Regions from separate parts of the Danio rerio genome. Here regions 1 and 2 are each linked to region 3. Evidence: chromatin contacts called from public HiCAR-type data. All regions are on one chromosome and are shown on one strand. The core of a region is the stretch at or near the end of the contact, and the rest is flanking DNA. Distances in the headings are between cores, read along the strand shown.

The links. HiCAR-type assays count read pairs that join an accessible place to other places.
Region 1: a contact with region 3 is called in a HiCAR-type map of caudal fin, with 11 times the contacts expected there. The contact joins the promoter of taf7 here to the promoter of cenpi in region 3. A contact is called at or near these places in 4 of 18 Hi-C or Micro-C datasets (caudal fin, hematopoietic stem cells, skeletal muscle and 1 more) and 1 of 4 datasets of contacts at active chromatin or transcription factors (caudal fin).
Region 2: a contact with region 3 is called in a HiCAR-type map of caudal fin, with 9 times the contacts expected there. The contact joins the promoter of LOC100534741 here to the promoter of cenpi in region 3. A contact is called at or near these places in 3 of 18 Hi-C or Micro-C datasets (caudal fin, skeletal muscle and an unstated tissue) and 2 of 4 datasets of contacts at active chromatin or transcription factors (caudal fin and embryo).

Annotation. Positions count from the first base shown.
Region 1 is chr14:45,449,770-45,452,688 of GRCz12tu, forward strand. It overlaps taf7 (TAF7 RNA polymerase II, TATA box binding protein (TBP)-associated factor), which reads left to right and starts at 1,296. Exons shown (of 13, transcript NM_173260.1): 1 at 1,296-1,401; 2 at 1,742-1,775; 3 at 2,050-2,126. The coding sequence starts at 1,757. trnae-uuc (transfer RNA glutamic acid (anticodon UUC)) reads right to left here and starts at 1,065; the gene lies at 994-1,065.
Region 2 is chr14:45,471,456-45,474,610 of GRCz12tu, forward strand. LOC100534741 reads left to right here and starts at 1,412. Exons shown (of 8, transcript XM_009291223.5): 1 at 1,412-1,840. The coding sequence starts at 1,745. It overlaps taf7 (TAF7 RNA polymerase II, TATA box binding protein (TBP)-associated factor), which reads left to right. Exons shown (of 13, transcript NM_173260.1): 13 at 966-1,214. The coding sequence ends at 1,010.
Region 3 is chr14:45,878,102-45,881,405 of GRCz12tu, forward strand. cenpi (centromere protein I) reads right to left here and starts at 1,769. Exons shown (of 20, transcript NM_001386250.1): 1 at 1,229-1,769; 2 at 845-982. The coding sequence starts at 1,391. It overlaps LOC141377588 (a long non-coding RNA gene), which reads right to left. Exons shown (of 2, transcript XR_012389962.1): 2 at 2,931-3,113.

The DNA of each region.
Region 1 (2,919 bases), core at 46-2,545, 430 kb before region 3:
TTTACATACATATACCGTATACTTCATAACATTATATTAGATGATAACCTATTTGTTGATGGCATGTGTGTTTGACCCAAGCCCAGCACTGAACTGCTGTCATTTACTCTCTTAAATATCATGTGCTTACATCGAATGTGTCATCTTTCAAAAATAAATATTTATTTATTTTATTTCAAGTATTGTTCACACATGAATCATTAATCCCCATGCACATTTCTTCTTCCACTGTTTTAGCAAAGGGCACAGATCAAAAAGTTAGGCTACCTAGTTGCAACATTTATTCATTCATTTTATTTTCGGCTTAGTCCCTTTATTAATCAGTGGACACCACAGAGGAATGAACCACAAACTTATCCAGCATATGATTTATGCAGCGCATCTATTTATCTATATTATGCATATCTTTAATAGGTTAAATAGGTTATCTTTAGCATGCTAATCATGTCAGCAACATGCTACAAAGCATGCAATCTTCATTCTTCCATCCACAGTATTAACAATCTAATATCTGTACCTAAACTAAAAAATTATTGCAAACATTTTTTTCTTTTGTTATTGTTAAGAGTACAGATACAGAAAATGTATAAACCCTATAACAAGTTACAACACAAAATAAACAACAGAACAAAGCAAATCAAAAAGAGAAACAAAAAGAATGACAGGGTTAATATAAATTACAAATAGACCATTTTAAAGTTCTCTCAAAGCATGGTCAGAGTGATGAATAAAAGGTCATATAGAACACAGCTGGATATTATAGAAGAGACAAAACTGTTGTAATCATAAAAGCTTTACCTCTACAGTACATTACGTTGGATATTCTCAACCCAATGTCTTTGTAAACATTTTCATGTAATCATATAACTGTGTGTGTGTGTGTGTGTGTGTGTGTGTGTGTGTATATATATATATATATGTATATATATATATATATAAAATCTTTTCTGAGAAGGTTGTCTCGGTTAAAACGTTTTAATCTAAAAACCTTACTTCCCATACCGGGAGTCGAACCCGGGCCGCCTGGGTGAAAACCAGGAATCCTAACCGCTAGACCATATGGGACGATACTTTACTACATGTTTTTTTGACTATTGATACATCAGCAGAAATCCTGGTCCCTTGTGTTGATTTCATATTTATCAAGCGTTTAGTAAAGCAATTACATAAGCGTCATATTTTCTGGGGGTTGTGTAAGCAGACTTTAGCATTTGTTAGAGTATTGGCGTGGTTTTATAAAAGTTAGCTGCTTCTACAAAACGGACATATCTATGCAAAACGGACAGCAGGTGGCAGTGCAGCGCTAAAATACGCCGAGCTTCCGCGAGACACTTCATAGAGGCACAGCTATGTTTATGTGCTCAATTTAGCTGTTCTCTGATAACAATCATATTATTTACTGTAAGTACTGGAATTAATGTTAGCATTACTATTATTACTACTGCGCTCTATATTGTTTCAAGAAGCGAATATTTATTAAACAATTACGTCAACGATATTCGTGTTATATATAATAAGGCTAATGTTAGCTTCGCATATGTAGCATTAGCCTGTAAGATTCTCACAGGATTTTGGTGAGTATGTTTATTAACAGCTTTGAATTGTGCTACATTATTAGTATTTTATCACTCGTAGATAAACACGTTTTTCTTAAATAATACTTTTATAATGTATTTAAACGCCTGTAGCCATTTATATGCGGCTGTATACATGTATTGTATTATATTCTATTTCTTTGCAGAACTAAGAGCCAAAGATGACCTCAAAAACAAAAGGTACAAATATGCACGCACTCCCTTTTCTATTGACATTGGGGTATTACTGTGGTATTACCATCGTTTGAACTCGTAAAACGGTAATAAGTACCATGTAATTACAACTACATGCAAGTACCGTGGTACATGGTCATGCTAATCATTTAGTACGTATGCTAACGTTATATTCCTAAGTGTATTTATTAACATTTAATACAAATTATTGGACTTTATCAGTTTATTTTATGAATAAATATCAACCAGTATGTAACATTTTAAGTTGTCTCTCTTACAGTGGGAAAGGTCGGCACTAAAAGCAAAGAAGATGCTCCTCATGAACTGGAGAGTCAGTTTATTTTGCGGCTTCCTCAGGTCAGTTTGTGTCCTATATTAGGAAAAAAAGTCACTGGACAAATGTACATACTTTAATTAAAAGTGTTTGAATACTTGTGTTCTTTATAGTGTTGTTTGTAGGCATGAGCCAGTAATAGTTTCTGATGGTATAATCTTGGATAAAAATATCACGGTTTGACCGTATGGTGATTACTGCTTTAAAATATATATATATATATTTTTTAATGTCTGGTAATAAAAACATTTTTACCTTTGAACATGATCTATTTTAAGCATTTAAAATATTTTTGGAACAGTAAACATGTCAGGCTAAGTAATTAAATTCTGCTGTCTTAATTAGTTTTAAGAACATGAAGTAACACAGATCTCTTTACAATTTAAAACAGCATCTTTGGATATCTTTTCTGTTGGAGATACTGTTGTCCTAAAAAACGAACAAAAAAAATCTTACATATACCATAGGAATGGAATAGGTTGTTTTCACATGACGTCATTGATCACGCGCAAGACTCAGATGGAGGGCAGAAAGTGATTCTTCTACACAAGAATCGGTATCAGAACATCAAATGTTTCTGTTTTATGTTGTTTATGATTCTTAAAATCAGCCAAAATAAGAAATGCAGAACCGCTTTTATAGAACTCCAAACTGGCTGAAAAACAGAAGAAAAGGTAACATAAACATTTGTTCAAGACATCTATGTGTACAAACTAATTGAACGCGATAATTTGCTTGACAGCACTAATAAAGATGCTATACAGGCCTAGCTATGTGTATAAATATGTTAGTGTTTTATATAAAAATCATGTACAA
Region 2 (3,155 bases), core at 162-2,661, 410 kb before region 3:
ATTTCCATCCAAAAATAAAAGTGTTACTTTAAACTGATGCCAAATGTATTAGAATCTACTCAAACTGAATGTATGTTAAAATGCAATACAGTGGTCCCTCGCTATAACGCAGTTCATCTTTAGCGGTCTCGCAGGTTTTTTTATGCAACTTGACATGCTTTTTTTCAGCACATTGTGTTCTGCGTCCTGATTGGCTGTAGATCATTGTCAATCAATCTCCTCCATGCTGTCTCTCCTGTACAGTACAGAATGCGTTCAGCTGGCGATTGACATAAATCTTTGATTGCTAGCAGCATGACTCTGAAGTGCTGTACTGGATGTTTGCAAGTTTTCTCTCCAACAAACCCCATAATGTCGACGAAACATTCTGCACAGTCAAAGACACCCACGGTAGCACCCAAAAGGCAGAGGAAAATGCTAACCATTGCACAAAAAGTTGGACCTCTGGACGTGCTAAAGGAAGGTAGAAGTTACGCAAGTGTTTAAACGAGAGAAAAGTGTATCTCTGAGAAAATGGTGTAGTGAGTGGTTTTAAACATCTATAATAATTGTAAAAAATTACAGCGGACTACTTCGCAGATTTCAGCTATTGCTGGCTATTTTTAGAACGTAACTCCCACGATTAATGAGGGACCACTGTATGTACATTTCAAACACAAATGCACGTATGAGACTACAACACATTTCTATTGAGCTTGATCTAACTTTCCATATGCAGTAGTGCTGAGTAAAAGAAGTAAACACGCATGCATGCTTTAACCAGTTGGTTGCTATCTATTATTATTGACCATAACCCTCGGCCAATGTCATTTTCTCCTGTCACTGTTTGTTTACACCTAAACTGACAAATGGTCTAATGGGGAAATAAAAGTAGCAATGTTGGAGGTGTTGTTGAACATATTGCACTTAGCCTTCAATTATACCCCTACTGCTAGCCATCCATCAATGCTATTCTGTTCCAACAGCTGGCTTCCCTTCAAGAGCAGCTGGACTCGCTGATCGAGAAGTGATGCTCACCATTACCAAGATTCAGCAATACAAGCACACTGACCAGAGGCGACTGCTGAATACATACACACATGTCTGACTTCTTGTATTAGCTGAATGTGAGTTGTCTAAATATGTGACTGACCATCTGGCCTCATCATACTGTGGATTGGAAGGATCAATCATGCATTCGTTCTTTCTTTTGACCTTGTTTTTAGTTACTTGTTCAAATAAATTCCCATTTGAAAAAAAGTTGTGTTGTTGGCGAGTTTCTGCTGTTCAGAAAGTCTGCAAATCTGTAAGCTTACTCCTATTACAGGGGTTAACAAACTGGAAAATCGTTCTGGAGAATTCTAGATCACTCTGTCCGCACTGAATTACACTAACAAACTCTCTGCGGGATTACTGAACTCCATTGCCTTCCAGAATGATCTCGACTGTCTCCGTACTCTGAGTTCCGCTCTCTGGTCACCCATCCCTTCACTTCTTACAGGGGATTATACTGAAGATTCAGAGGGGTTGAAGGATTAGCCAAGGCAGATTAAAGTGGCTATCCTCAACCTGGTAATCCAGCCATCTGTCAGAGAGCAGACAGGCAGCACCGGGCTACAGGGTGTGATTTTTATTATTATATTATTTTTTTCCTCTCTCCCTTAGCTTGCTAATTAACACACCCAAGGATCATCTCTCACAAGGCTACAGGACATTAGGACTGATTCAATAAATAAAAAAACACTCCTCGGAAAACAAGCAGAAAATGGAAGAGACTTATCTGCTAAACCATCCTGGAGTAAAAAAGAAGATTTTGCATGGAGGTCAAGGACCAATGCCGCATTTTCCCAATGGAACTAAGGTAAGAAGAGTATGTGGCTTTTGCTTCATGTCTAACCGTTTACTTTGATTAGTAATGGTTGTAGCCTGATTCCACTGATGATAAAATGGTTTTGTTATGCGATGAAACATTTGGTCCGTATTATTGCACAGAAGTTTGGCAACCTATCGTTTTGGGCAGCGGCAAAGGAACATCGTATCTGTGCCAGGTGACTTTCCCACCCCCTACTTGTCCAGCCATATGGCCCTCAGCCTGGAGAGGATGACAAACATTTTCCATGACAATGCCAACATTAATCTCTCCATTTACCAGCTGTGCTCTGTATTCCATCAATGTGTCGCCATTAATATACTTTAAAAAAACATCACATTTAAATGTCTTATAATGAAAACAAATTTGGGCCAGGAATGAAGCTATAGACCCATTTCAATGTGCTCATGTCATTGGCCTATGAACATTTCCTGCTTGTTATCAAACATCAACTTGCCGTCTTGACACACTCCCCACATCATTCTTCAAAACGGTGTTTAACCCTTAGAAATTGATCTCCTAAAAGTGGTAAATGCTTCACTTCTCTCAGCGTCTTTTCCAAACTCACTTAAAACTACAGTTGTTAAACCTCTCTTGAAAAAGAATAACCTGGATAACTCCCTATTGAGCAGTTACAGGCCAATTTCAAATATCCCTTTCATTGACAAAGTCACTGAAAAAAAAAATGTTAAGTTCTTAAGCTCTAAAGGATGTTTAGACAATTTTCAATCTGGTTTCAGACCACATCACAGTACAGAGAGCGCTCTTATAGAGATAATCAGTGACATACGCCTAAATAAGTATTCAGGCAAACTAACAGTGCTGGAATTGCTTGATCTCAGTTCTGCATTTGACACTGACGATCACAGCAAACATCTGGATAGGCTGGAAAACTGGTTTGGGCTGTCTGGGACAGTCCTCAAATGGTTCAGATCTTACCTTGAAGGGAGAGGTTACTATTTCATTATATATGGCCATAGGTTGAGGTGGTCACACATGGCATGTGAACCACAAGGTTAAATTCTGGCACCTCTCCTGTTTAACCTTTATATGCTTCCACTGAGCCAAATAATGAAATAAATAAATAAAAAATCTCCTACCACAGCTATGCTGACGACATTCAGATCTACTTGGCCTTACTGCCTAATGACTTCAGCCCCATTGACACCCTCTGCCAGTGCATTGATCAAATTAACAGCTTGAAGTCATTGCGTTTGGGAACAGAGATGAGGTTCTTAAGGTGAATGCGTACCTTGACACTTAAGGTCAAACAACAAAAAAATAAGGTCAAGAATCTTGGTGTGAC
Region 3 (3,304 bases), core at 519-3,018:
AATCATATAAGTTGTGTATAAATATAGTTATTAAATATAATTTTGTAGCTCCCGGTCGAGTATAATTCGGACTCACCATTGCATATCTTGTGATGTGACTATTGCGGATGTGCACATTGCGATTTTGATGCTGAAACGATACATTGTGTAGCCCTACTGTTTGCATAGTATGCACACACTTGTTGAATTAAGCTTATTCTGATTCTCTAAAGGTAAACATCACTTGGGAAATATTTGAAATAAGAATTTTGTCTTTAAACCAATTTTATAGTTTTAGCTGAAATTGAGGTCAGTGATGATTCATAACATGGAAGTTGGGGATGATAGCACTTTGAGAGTCAATAAAGCATATACAGGCTAAACAAAATGAATACTTGTGGCTCCAGCAAATACATCGAGGTCTTCTTAAATTAAACGATTCGTCTGTGCAAGAGACTGAACATAATTACTATTAATACACAGCTTATGGGAAATTATTAGTGCTGAGTGCATTCACCACAGTCTGGAGTGCAAGCCTTCTGTCAGACTGATGCAAACATATGATTTAATATGGTTTGTTTACAATAGAGAAGAAGGACACATGTTGTTCCATCTAATTAAATGACACTTGTGAATATCCTGAATGGCAAAACCTACACAAAATGAATGCAAACAAGAACACCCAACATCTACTTTGGTATCTTGTCGTTTTTGGCCTGAACATGATGCCCAAATTTGCTACTTTCTATTCTACTTTGCTATTTTCAGATCAAAACAAATCTTTAATAACCTGAATCCTAGCAGAAACAAATACATCTAGTAAAGCCAACCATCCCCTGAATATATAAAGTTAAGTTAACGTTACCTGCATTGAGACTCAAGGCCAAATCCAGCAGCACTGTGATGACCTCAGGGGGAAGACCCTTACTGACAGCCACCGTCTCCACCACCAAAATACTCCTCTCCAGCTCATCATTGCCTCTGACTGTTGTGCCAGCTTTAACTAAAACATGCAAAAACACAAGCAGACACAACTTATAAGATTTAACGTTAACGCTACATGTGGATACAGCACATGATGAAGCGACCCCGTCAACACAAACAAAAGACCTAACACCACGAAGCCACTAACTAGTTTACTAAAAACAACTAATAGTTAACAAATAATGGGATATTTGACACAATATTGAATAGTTATGCTTTTAAAAAGACATGTAAAGTATTTCTGATGTGTTTTGGCAGCACTTACATTGAGACAGATACTTCGCCGCTGCAGTAAAGGGATCCGCCTCGCCTTTTTTCTTCTCTTTTTCTGCCAAACGCAAACTTCTGTTGCTCACGGAGGAGACGGACGACTCTGCTTCTCCGGACGGCTCGGAGACTAACCCCGTAAGGTTAGATAAACCAGCCATTTTGTGGCTACATAATATTATTTGTTGTCGTCTCTCGTTTTCGCTTCGGTCGCTAACTCGCTGCAACAACCCATTCAAACCAAACGCCAAATCTGCTGCGACCGTTTAGACATGCGCACTGGTTCACTTCCGGTACTGCTTCCTCCAGCTCTTGCTCAGGCGTCAAAAAAGAGGGAATTTTGAATTTTTCTAACATAAAACTATAATCAGTCAATACATATAAGCGTTACTGCATTTTATCACTGCATCTCCGTTCAGTTGCTTCTGTTTATAGCGCACTCATAAATATTTATGCAGGGCACTGATGACCGGATTAAGATGGCGGCTGCGTTGACGTATCGGAGCAACGGACCGAAGTGGACCATGGATGCGGCGTCTAGCTAGTTAATATATAATGTCTATTGAAATATTAACGTTATTAATTTGTAGTAGTTCATTTTTAATTTTACAATTAAAGTGATCATTTATATTTATTACCATGACTGTTGTAAATATGGATAAATAAATTTCACATTATTTAAAAATGCCATTTTACCCGACTTCACTTCAAAAAGCTTTAAATTATGCCTCGTTGAATGTCTGCATGACTTTTTGTTTATTATCCTGTTAGTTTGACTCGTTACTAGTTCACTATACGAATAACTGTCTCATTATTGTTAATTAAAATTTGATTGCGTTATCCTATTTATATCCATGAATTCCTATTTTATTAAATGTTGCAGTATGATCTTACTGAATAACGTAGTCAAACAAAAACATCACATTTTGTCACCCCAAAACATTACTCGTTTACCATAGATATTTACATTAGATGTCGACTACACTGTTGTTGTCTATTGGAAGGAATGCGTCAATAGAGCCGCCATTTTAGTACAGGGTATAGCGCTCCTTTGAAATGAACGCTCCTTTTAATTGAGCGCCATCTAGCGGTCACATGATCTAATGACTACATATTATGACAACTTGTTCAACTTCTTTTATAAATATATATAACTTGATGTTACTTTTTTTCTTACCACCACACTAGTCTTTTTCACAAGACAAAATTTTGTTGTTGGAAACTGTATTTTATATACTTAAATTTGACTTTTGCATGCTAAAAGTACTTGAGTAAGACATTTTACTTGATTTGGGTCATTAAAAAAACTCCCTATGATGTATGTAGCCTATACCTGCTGTAGTCAACCTTAATCCTACTGTAGGTTGCCATAAAAAAACACCCATTCTTGTCTTAGGACATTTTATTAAGCACATTTTAAAATAACAGTAAGTACATGACATGTTAAATATATAGTATAATTTGCTGGTTTTAATCATACAGAATAATATTAAATATAGTTATGAAACAACCATAACATAACCCTTATGTCTTAGGACATCATTGATTAACTTTTTATTACCTACACCAAATGTTGACTAATGAAGGTACATTTATAACAACCATTTATTTGTTAGACTACTGTGTTGCATACAAATGCATTCAACAGACTTACATGACAGTGCATTGCTGTAGAGGACAAATAAAACACGAGACAGGTGTTTAGAAAGAGTATAGTTTATTTAGTTTGACATGCAAACAAGACAAACTTTCAGAAAACAACCCGGAAACATTATAACGCGCGCGCTCGTGAATATAACCCACGGTTGTCTCAACTCAAAGACATCCAAAGCATCTCCACCCAACTGTTGTCTTCAATAGTCCTTCTTTGCTCAACAGCTTAGCTGAAAAACAAAGCAAAACATTACAACAGTCAGACTAAGAGCAAAGAGCTTAGAATCACCAAGAGGCGACACTCTACAATTTGGGAAACAACAACGCGCTTTTTGAATAAATTAAATAAAAACAAAGCAGCTGCTGTCCACCGCGACAGCAATGAGATCCAATGGACGGCCGATCGCTTTCACTTCAAAAT